Linked DNA regions of Capsicum annuum: all the other regions are linked to region 1. The links are chromatin contacts, called in public Hi-C maps. All regions are on one chromosome and are shown on one strand. The core of a region is the stretch at or near the end of the contact, and the rest is flanking DNA. Distances in the headings are between cores, read along the strand shown.

The links. A called contact is a pair of places that touch in the nucleus more often than the background predicts.
Region 2: a contact with region 1 is called in a Hi-C map of placenta, with 3 times the contacts expected there. The contact joins the promoter of LOC107845395 here to the promoter of LOC107845650 in region 1. A contact is called at or near these places in 2 of 5 Hi-C or Micro-C datasets (leaf and placenta).
Region 3: a Hi-C map of leaf shows a contact between it and region 1, with 2.1 times the contacts expected there. The contact joins the promoter of LOC107845381 here to the promoter of LOC107845650 in region 1. A contact is called at or near these places in 2 of 5 Hi-C or Micro-C datasets (leaf and placenta).

The regions. Positions count from the first base shown.
Region 1 is chr10:55,174,795-55,177,751 of UCD10Xv1.1, reverse strand. LOC107845650 reads left to right here and starts at 1,258. Exons shown (of 1, transcript XM_016690080.2): 1 at 1,258-2,875. The coding sequence starts at 1,427. The coding sequence ends at 2,770.
Region 2 is chr10:55,340,132-55,343,101 of UCD10Xv1.1, reverse strand. LOC107845395 (phosphatidylinositol/phosphatidylcholine transfer protein SFH8) reads left to right here and starts at 1,610. Exons shown (of 14, transcript XM_047397921.1): 1 at 1,610-1,888. The coding sequence starts at 1,855.
Region 3 is chr10:54,952,728-54,955,629 of UCD10Xv1.1, reverse strand. LOC107845381 (zinc finger protein GIS2) reads right to left here and starts at 1,400. Exons shown (of 4, transcript XM_016689669.2): 1 at 1,234-1,400.

The DNA of each region.
Region 1 (2,957 bases), core at 9-2,508:
TTATATTTTAAATATAATAGAAATTCTTTTTAACAAAAAAACTGAACACCTTTTTCTTCTTTTCTTCTCCAAAACATCATTAAGAAAAACACTCAAATTCCTTCATTAATAACATCAAATCCATTCTCCACCAACACTCTCCTTTAATTTTTTTTATTTTCCTTCATTAATACCACCAAAGAATAAACATGAAGACACCGAATTAAAATTTTTTCTCTATTGAACACCATCTCAACCTTCAATCCAACTCCCTAAAAATTTGAACAAATATTAAATTAAATTGATGATTTTATTTTTGAACCACTTATCAACAATGAGATTTATTTTGATTTTTACTTTTGAATTTTTTGATTAATAAAACAATTTTTGAACAGTAAAATAAGTGAAAAAATTAATTTTAACTTGATGGAGGTGTTTTTATGTTTGAATAAGAAAGGTGGGGAGGGTTGGAAGGGAGAAAGAACGGCAGGGGGCGAGGGAACCTGTTTGTAGGGGAGGGGGCTGGAAGAGGAGGGGGTATTTTTGTTTTTGAACAAGAAAGAAGGGGTGGGGGAGGCTGGAAGGGGAGAAAGTAAGGGGTGGGGGAGGCTGGAAGGGGAGAAAGAGTAGGGGGTAGGGGTGGGGCTGAAAGGGGAGAAAGAGCGGGAGAGGGGGCGGGGGTACCTATTTACAGGGTTGGGGTTGCGGGGGACTGGAAGAGAGGGGGGGGGGGGGGTCTGAAGAAGAAGAAAAATGGGGTGGGGTAGGGCATTTTCTTTAATATATATATAATATTATTTAAATATATATATATATATATATATTTAAAAGTAAAAAATATATATGTACTATTTATATATATATAGTTATATATATATATATATATTTAAATAAATAGTACATATATATTTTTTACTTTTTAAAACAAAAATACATAAACATAGTATGTGAGTGAGATTACTTTTTTTTTTTTAAAATTATAATTTCTTACATGGCAATGAAATGACACTGACGTGACACTAATTTGGTACTGACATGACGCGTGTGTAGTGCACTCTTTATTGTGAAATTGGGATTGTGATTTTGAAGGTGAAATAAATTTACTTTAAACATATTAAGGGTAAATAAATAAAAATTTAATTTAAGTGATAAAGTAAGTTGAGCGAATAAGTTCGAGAAAAAAATTGATGTCTTTTCTCATAATATTTTAACACAATAATTTATGGAATCATTGACTAGTCATAAAAGGACGAAAATGTTCATATGTGAAAGTGAGAGGGCAACAACTTGGTTACTTGTCGACAAAATAGTTTGTACTGTTAATGCTTTTCTTTCTTCTCGTGACTATGAACCAATACTAGTCTATTCCTCTATTTTTCCAATTAATCTCCTCATATAATTGATCTTTGTATCACTCCAAATCCACTGCCCCTCAGTCTATGAGCAAATGGCTACCATTATCTCTATTGTTTTTATCCTCCAAATATGCTTTCAGAATTGTCTAGTTCTTGCTAGTCCAATTCTTGGCCAAATTAGTAGAGAAACATTGGAGATAATCATCGGTGGAGGTGGTGGTAATTCTCCACCACCACCTCTCCCGGATAATCAAGATTGTCCCCCACCCCCTCCACCACCCGAACCTCCTTGCCCTCCGCCACCATCACCACCATTGCTCTTCTTTGAAAGTAAACGTGTCGAGATCGCCTATCATGTTATCCAAAAGTTTAAGGCCAAAATCAAGCATGACCCCCTTGGCATTACGACCACATGGGTTGGCTCTGATGTTTGTAACAAGTACAAGGGTTTCCATTGTGCAGTGGTTCCTAACTATAAGGTTCAATCATTAGCTGCGGTGGACTTTAATCAATTCAAGTTTGATGGCCCTGACCTCACTCTTGATGGCTTTCTTGATGAACTACCAGACATAACAATCTTTCATGCAAATTCCAACAAGTTTAAAGGCACAATCCCAAAAAAAATCGCCAATCTTCGTTACCTCTATGAGCTAGACCTTAGCAACAACAATTATAATGGTGAATTCCCATATAACGTTCTTAATGCCAAGAACTTATATTTCTTGGACCTTAGGTTCAATATGTTTTCCGGGGTAGTTCCGCCTCAAGTTTTCTTGCTAAACCTTGATGTTCTGTTCATCAACAACAACAATTTAATGCAGAAACTTCCTGCTAACTTGGGATCAACTCCAGTTCTTTACTTAACTTTAGCCAACAACAAATTCACTGGTCCAATTCCCCGTAGCATTGGCCAAGCGTGTAAAACATTACGTGAAGTACTGTTCTTGAACAACCAGCTCACTGGGTGCTTGCCTTATGAAATTGGGCTTTTAAGTAAGGCCACTATTTTCGATGTGAGCAAAAATCAGTTAACTGGGATAATACCTCTTTCATTTGGATGTTTGGCTAAGATGCAGATACTGAACTTGGCACAAAATCAGTTCTATGGTGCTGTGCCTGAACTGCTGTGCAAGCTGTCCAACTTGAAGAATTTGTCACTACCATATAATTACTTCACAAAGGTTGGGCCAGAATGCAAGAAGTTAATTCAAAGAAAGGTTCTTGATGTAAGGATGAACTGCATTCCAGGCTTGCCAATGCAAAGATCTGCAGGGGAATGTTCAGTGTTCTTCTGCAAGCCTAGATCTTGTCCTGATGAAAAGTCATTGGGATTGTTTCCCTGTAGCATTGACAGTTTTAAGAAGAATCAACTGGACTCAAATGAGCCTGCTCCAGCGCCAAGAACTTACAGTGCTTTGAAACCCCATTCCTTGTAAATACTCTCTTTTCCATGTTTTGCATAGCATTTATTAAACTATGGGAGCAGTAAATGTAAATTTGGCAACTTCCTATATTTATACAGACATACTATGTTGAAATTATAGTTAAGTAATTACATATATTTTGAAATATCTTTAACTGTTCAAATTTTTGTATGAGATTGTCGAACATTGTTGGTACAAA
Region 2 (2,970 bases), core at 361-2,860, 160 kb before region 1:
GAGGAAGAGGAAAAAAATTAAAGTTGCCTTCAATTTTGAAGTGTTTTATCGATGAAAGTAGAAATAAGTGTTCAATGTGGTAGTTAAATATTTAACATTAATAGGATGTTTTTGTAAAAATAAAAAGGGGAGGGTCATTTATAATAACAAATTAAGTTGAAATTAAAGTTGAAAAAAAGTAAAACTTATTTTCAGTTTTCAAAAATAATTTGAAATTGAATTTGAAATTCTCATGACCGAACACGTCAATTTTCACTAAAGTGAAATAATTTATCAAAAAAATGAAATTTTTTTATGGCCAAACGGGTTAACAGTTAAAGGATATGGGCTGACCACTTTGAAAAGAAATAACCTACAATTTGAAAATGTGGACAATTGAAGCCAGTTGGGGCAATTTATTTTTCTTTTTTAGCCATTTGACCCAACTGAACACATGCAGTCTCTATACTCAATTGATACACTTTTATACCATATTGATACACTTTAATTCCATATTGATATATTTTTATACAATTATTGTATAAAATATGTATTTGTATTTGGTATCAAAAATTCATGTATTTGACATCAAATATTGTATTTGATTGATAAAAAAGAAGAGCAACAATTACAATATTATAAAATCGTATTTGATTGTTAGAAAAACTATACCAATTAGAAGAATAACTCTTTCTTTTTAAAATGGAGTTGCGAAAAAAAAAGTGAAAAAAGACAAATTTTTTTAGAAAAAGAGAGCAAGCAATGAATTTTTCAAAAAAGTGTAGATGCGCCTTTTTCACTCCGAGGGTTAGGGGATAGGGTTGGTCGAGAATTTCATTACCTAAGTACGCCACTATAGCCACTAAAAGGGTCATATCTTGTTGAAGAGGAAGTGAAAGGAGCAAGACCTTGCGGAGTAGGTACGGAAGGGGAGGCCTCTTCAGAGGTAGTTAAAACCCTTTATTTCAGGGAGGCAAGATAGGATCTTTCTTTTAGGATAGGACCACATACCCTAATTGAGACCCGGAGGGAAGCTGGATCTACTCTAAAGTAGAGTAGCAATTTAAAAAAATAGCTAAAAGGCCAAAAAAAAATAAATGAAGGCAGTAACAAAAAATGGCCTAAATGGCTATGTTTTGGAAATTCAAAATCAATGGCCATTCGGCGACAATTTTTTTAGTCGAGTGACTATTCTTGTCCATTCCCTTTTTATTTTTCGGTTGAACTCTTGGGAGTTTATTGCACCCTTCAGGTGTCCATCTAGCCGGTCCACATGAGTCGTAAATTATTACTTCCTTTGTCCCATTTTATATTTCATCATTTTCTTTTTAGTCCGTCTCAAAAAGAATGTCATGTTTCCTTATTTGGTAAATATTTAAAAACACAATTATATTTTTATCCTTATTGGACCCACTTAATTAAAAAAAATAGTAGCACATTTTTTTATAAAGGATAATTTGATAAATATTATTAAGTCTTCTCTTATTTTTTAAAATTTATGCCCGGTCAAATGACGACACATAAAATAGGACGGAGGGAGTATTAGTTTCCGTTTGGTGTCTTTAATTTTCAGTCCTAAAATACCGCTAATCTTTCTTCTCCGTTACAAATATTTTGATGCATTTATAGCCGTCCGATCAATGCTCATATACTTCCAAAATAGGTGGCTCCAGCTCTGTTTCTTCCCATTTTTCTTCTCCCACCGACTGAATATTCAAGGAATTTTCATTTTTTCTTGTTAATCTTCTAGTAGGGTTTTGAACAGCTCTTTTTCGATCTAGTGAGTTATCCAAATCTTCTTGTGTTTACAATTATTCTTATCACGCTCTTTGTATTCTCCGATCTACTAATCATCAGGATTCATCGTCGGCGGCTATGTCAGGTCCATTAGATCGATTTGCAATGCCTTGTGAGTTGACCTTCTTTACTGATTTTGAACTGCATTGTTGAATTTTAGTTACATTAGTGTTTTTTTGTGTCAGTATGCAGTTCAATGATTGATGAAACAGGTTAAAATTTTAAAAATTCCTTAACCGTCTCCGTCTCGGTTTCAATTCTACAGAGTCACCTTTGTTAGGGAGCGCTTTTCCCCAAAGTGAGACTTCCTCATGTGAATCCGATTCAGTTGAACTCCAATGAGTTTACTGGACACTGGGTGGAAACAAAAAAACAGGTTTATATTTGGATACGGTTTTGCTTAGTAAAGTAATTATGTATCGATTCCAAATTAGTATTTAGAGGTTTCTTGATATTTTCCTTTGATAATGAATTTTCCATTACACTCTTCCTTATAGGTTTTGAGAGGATTTATTAGCTAGACTAGGTTTTAGGTGCTTGTCAACTCGTGTAATTGTGTGGCGAATCTAGGAATTTTGCTAATGGTGCTTAAATCTTTAGTATATATCTCTAAAAAGTTGTTTTTGGCCTGTGTATACTGAATTATTTTCTATATGCACATATAATTTTTTGACAAAGGATGTTTGAGTGACGACCCTTGGGTCAATGCTGCTACGCCACAACCTTGTGCCTTTATCTGGGTTTGAGAGTGGTTGAAGCTCACATTTGTAGAGTAATATGGCTGACTTCAGTCTAACACACTGTTTGGATGGTGGTTATATATTGGTTCACAATATGTTATCGTGTTGTCTTGTTTTAATGAATGTAATATTTGGATAGATTGTATTGTTTTCTGTCGTTACATAATGTCAAAATCAACTATTTGAAGGGTAGACTTATGGTAAAAAGCTTATGGGGTAGAGATACTATAAAAAGTTAGGATAAATGAAAAAATAGGATTACTAAATGATAAGTAAATAGAAAATGAGGAGAAAAAAAGGTAACAATGTGATCACACCAGATTGGTCGTTACACAAAATAAGGCTTTTTGTCTTTATCTAATGATGAATTTAAAAATATGATACAATAAGATTTAACAATCAAAACAAACATTGCATTTAAACTAATGAAACAATATAAATAGGATACAACCAT
Region 3 (2,902 bases), core at 151-2,650, 220 kb after region 1:
AAGGTAACAGACTTTGTTGAATCAAAAAGGAAGATTCATGGTACAAGTCAAGCATTTTCATCATGTAGCTAAACAATGACTGCACCGTGCCTCCCCAGTTACATCCTTTCTCCCCATGTTATCAACTTCAATCCTCACATCACCATTCCTCCTTACTATAATCTATCAGTATATTCACAACAAGCGCACCCAGACCCACAAGGTGTAAGATCTGACCAACAGATACACTCTGCAACCCCGGCCACGGAAAATGAAGAACAACAGAGAAAACAACTGCTTTTTTCCAATTATCCAGGTTCGAAAAGTTAAATGGGGTTTAGATTTATTTCAGCCTCCAATCACCTTTAGTTTCAAAAGTTCTCGTTTTCTTTTTCTTTTTAGTTGGGATAGGATGGATAAAGAGCTGAAATATGTTCAGATATCTTCAATTTCATTCATCAAGAAATCAATTGGAATCAATAAGCAGAATAGTAAAACAGCCCATCACCACACACCAACCCTTAGTAGAATGGCCCGTGCATTAAAACACAAAATCTCTCAGCTTCTCGCATTCTCATTAATCTTTTACATCCTTCTTTCCACCTATTCAAAAGCAACAAAGAAAGCACTTGTACACACAGCTTCCTCCCCAATTTATAACAGTGGTTAGATATGTCACTTGTTCTTTCCCAGATAATTTTGGATAGAAAAACACTATGCAAGAACAATCACTCAAGAAACACACAAAAACGGGGAACTACTAGGAATACTAGAATAAATGTGACAAAAAATAAAATGAATAATTATATATAAAGATATAGTTCTACTTCTAGCTGATAAAGTATTCCAATCAATATTTGAGTTCCAACATGACCAAAAGACTCCGAGTTAAGAACCAGTTCAGCTACTATCCAACAATAAAACCTAAACCAATCAACCGACTACACTTTAATCCCCAGCTAGCTGGTCTTCCTCTATCTAAAACCTCATATCAATTTCAAAGTAGGGCGACATAGAACAATAAAAACTTAGAAACATATAACAGCCGGCTAAAATAGAAAATGGTGGTTGGAGCTGCCAATTATTCCGTGGAATTAGTGAGTTACACACAACGTAGCTCAGAAACCAGGGTAGTAAAAAAAAATACAATATAAATACAAGGTCATTCATTAAAGAGTAAAAATAAATCACAAAGCTAATCCTAGAAGGAAAAATAGAAATAGAAAGACGGAGAAAGAAAAGAAAGAGATGAACCTGAAACAGCGTGGTAGATCTGGCAATTAGGGTTAGATTTTGGGATGCTGAGAGAGAGAGAAATAGAGCGAGGGCACGAGAAAGAAAGTACTAAGGAATAATGGATAAGGCGAGCGCCAGGCGAAGGAAATAGCTACCGGTTTTCGGGTAAGGGTTGCCCCCCTAAGTTGATGGATACCCAATATAGCCTTTACCTTTTTATTTTTGTTAAAATTAAAAAAAAAAAAAAAAAAAAAAAAGGTTTTTTGAAATAGCAATTCATAAATTTAACTAGGAAAAAAAGGTAGAATCATCTATTTATGGGAAAGGGGTCAAATTTACCCCTCTATTTTAAAAAATTGTCAAATATATTATTTGTCTTACTTTACTATTAAATATATACTTAATGTTATATTTTGGGATCAAATTTACTCTTTTATTTTAAAAAATTGACTAAATGTATCCTTTATCATACTTTGAAATCAATTTACTCTCAACGTCATACTTTGGGGTCAAATTTATCCTCATTGTTAAGAAATTTTTAACATGTGCACTTCTTTCAACAAAAAAGATCAAATCAAAGCTAAATGGTCCATTTTTTAAAAATAAAACATATCGTAATTTAACCCTCCCCAGATCTGACCCACAAAAAATACACAAATAAATACACCCCTCTCTCAGTTCTCTTGGTCGAATTTTCTCAACGAATAATTATATTTCTCTTCAACGTGTTACATTAGTAGGTTGTTTATAAATGAACAAAAGGTAGAATGAAATGTGATAACGCAGAAGCATGGAACTAGAGAAAATGTCTATTACAAACTTTGCTCATGTTATAATTATTTTCAACTTTCAAAATTTGGTATGCAATTTTATGTGCATCTAGATTCTAAAATTAGTTGATAAGTTTTCTAAGCAAATGACATGATATATAGATCCAAATTGTATATAAAGACATAAGAATAAAGAGTTGTCACGATTGACACGTAACGAGACCTCATAACTCAATCATCCAGAAAAAATATCAGTAGACCTAGTCTGTTGAATTTGACCGCTAAGTGTCATTTTTCATGAGCTCTACACTAATGCAGATCCATGAACTGGGGAGGGTATATTTGTTTAAGTTTGTACTGATGTAGATCCATTTTTAATGAGTTACGCACTAATAAATATCTAGTGACTTAATTTCATTGAAAAATTTTGATCAACAAAACTGAGGGAGGTATAGTTGTTTGTGATTTTTTTTTATGGCTCGAATTGAATTAGGGTTATTTTATTTTTTTAAAAAAGGGCATTAAACATTGATTTGAAAATTTCTATTAAAGAAAGGGTACATATGAAAAGTTTCTTAAATTTAGCCTCAAAATATGACGAAGAATATATATTTAGCCATTTTTTTCCAAGTATGAGACTAGATTTGGCCCTAAAGTACAATATCAAGTGAATATGTGACCCCAAAATTTGATGAACGATATATTTAGCCAATTTTCTAAACTTGAGAGGTAAATTTGATCCCTTCCCTTAATCTTCGATTTCTTCTTTTTTATTTTTTCCCTTTTTCATTTTTTTCATGTTTTTTATATCTCTTTTTTTTTTTCATTTTTTTCTTTTACATTTTTATTTGTTTATGCCATTTTTCTTTTTTTTTTTTGAATTTTTGTTTTATTTTTTTCTATTTTGTCGTTTTTTC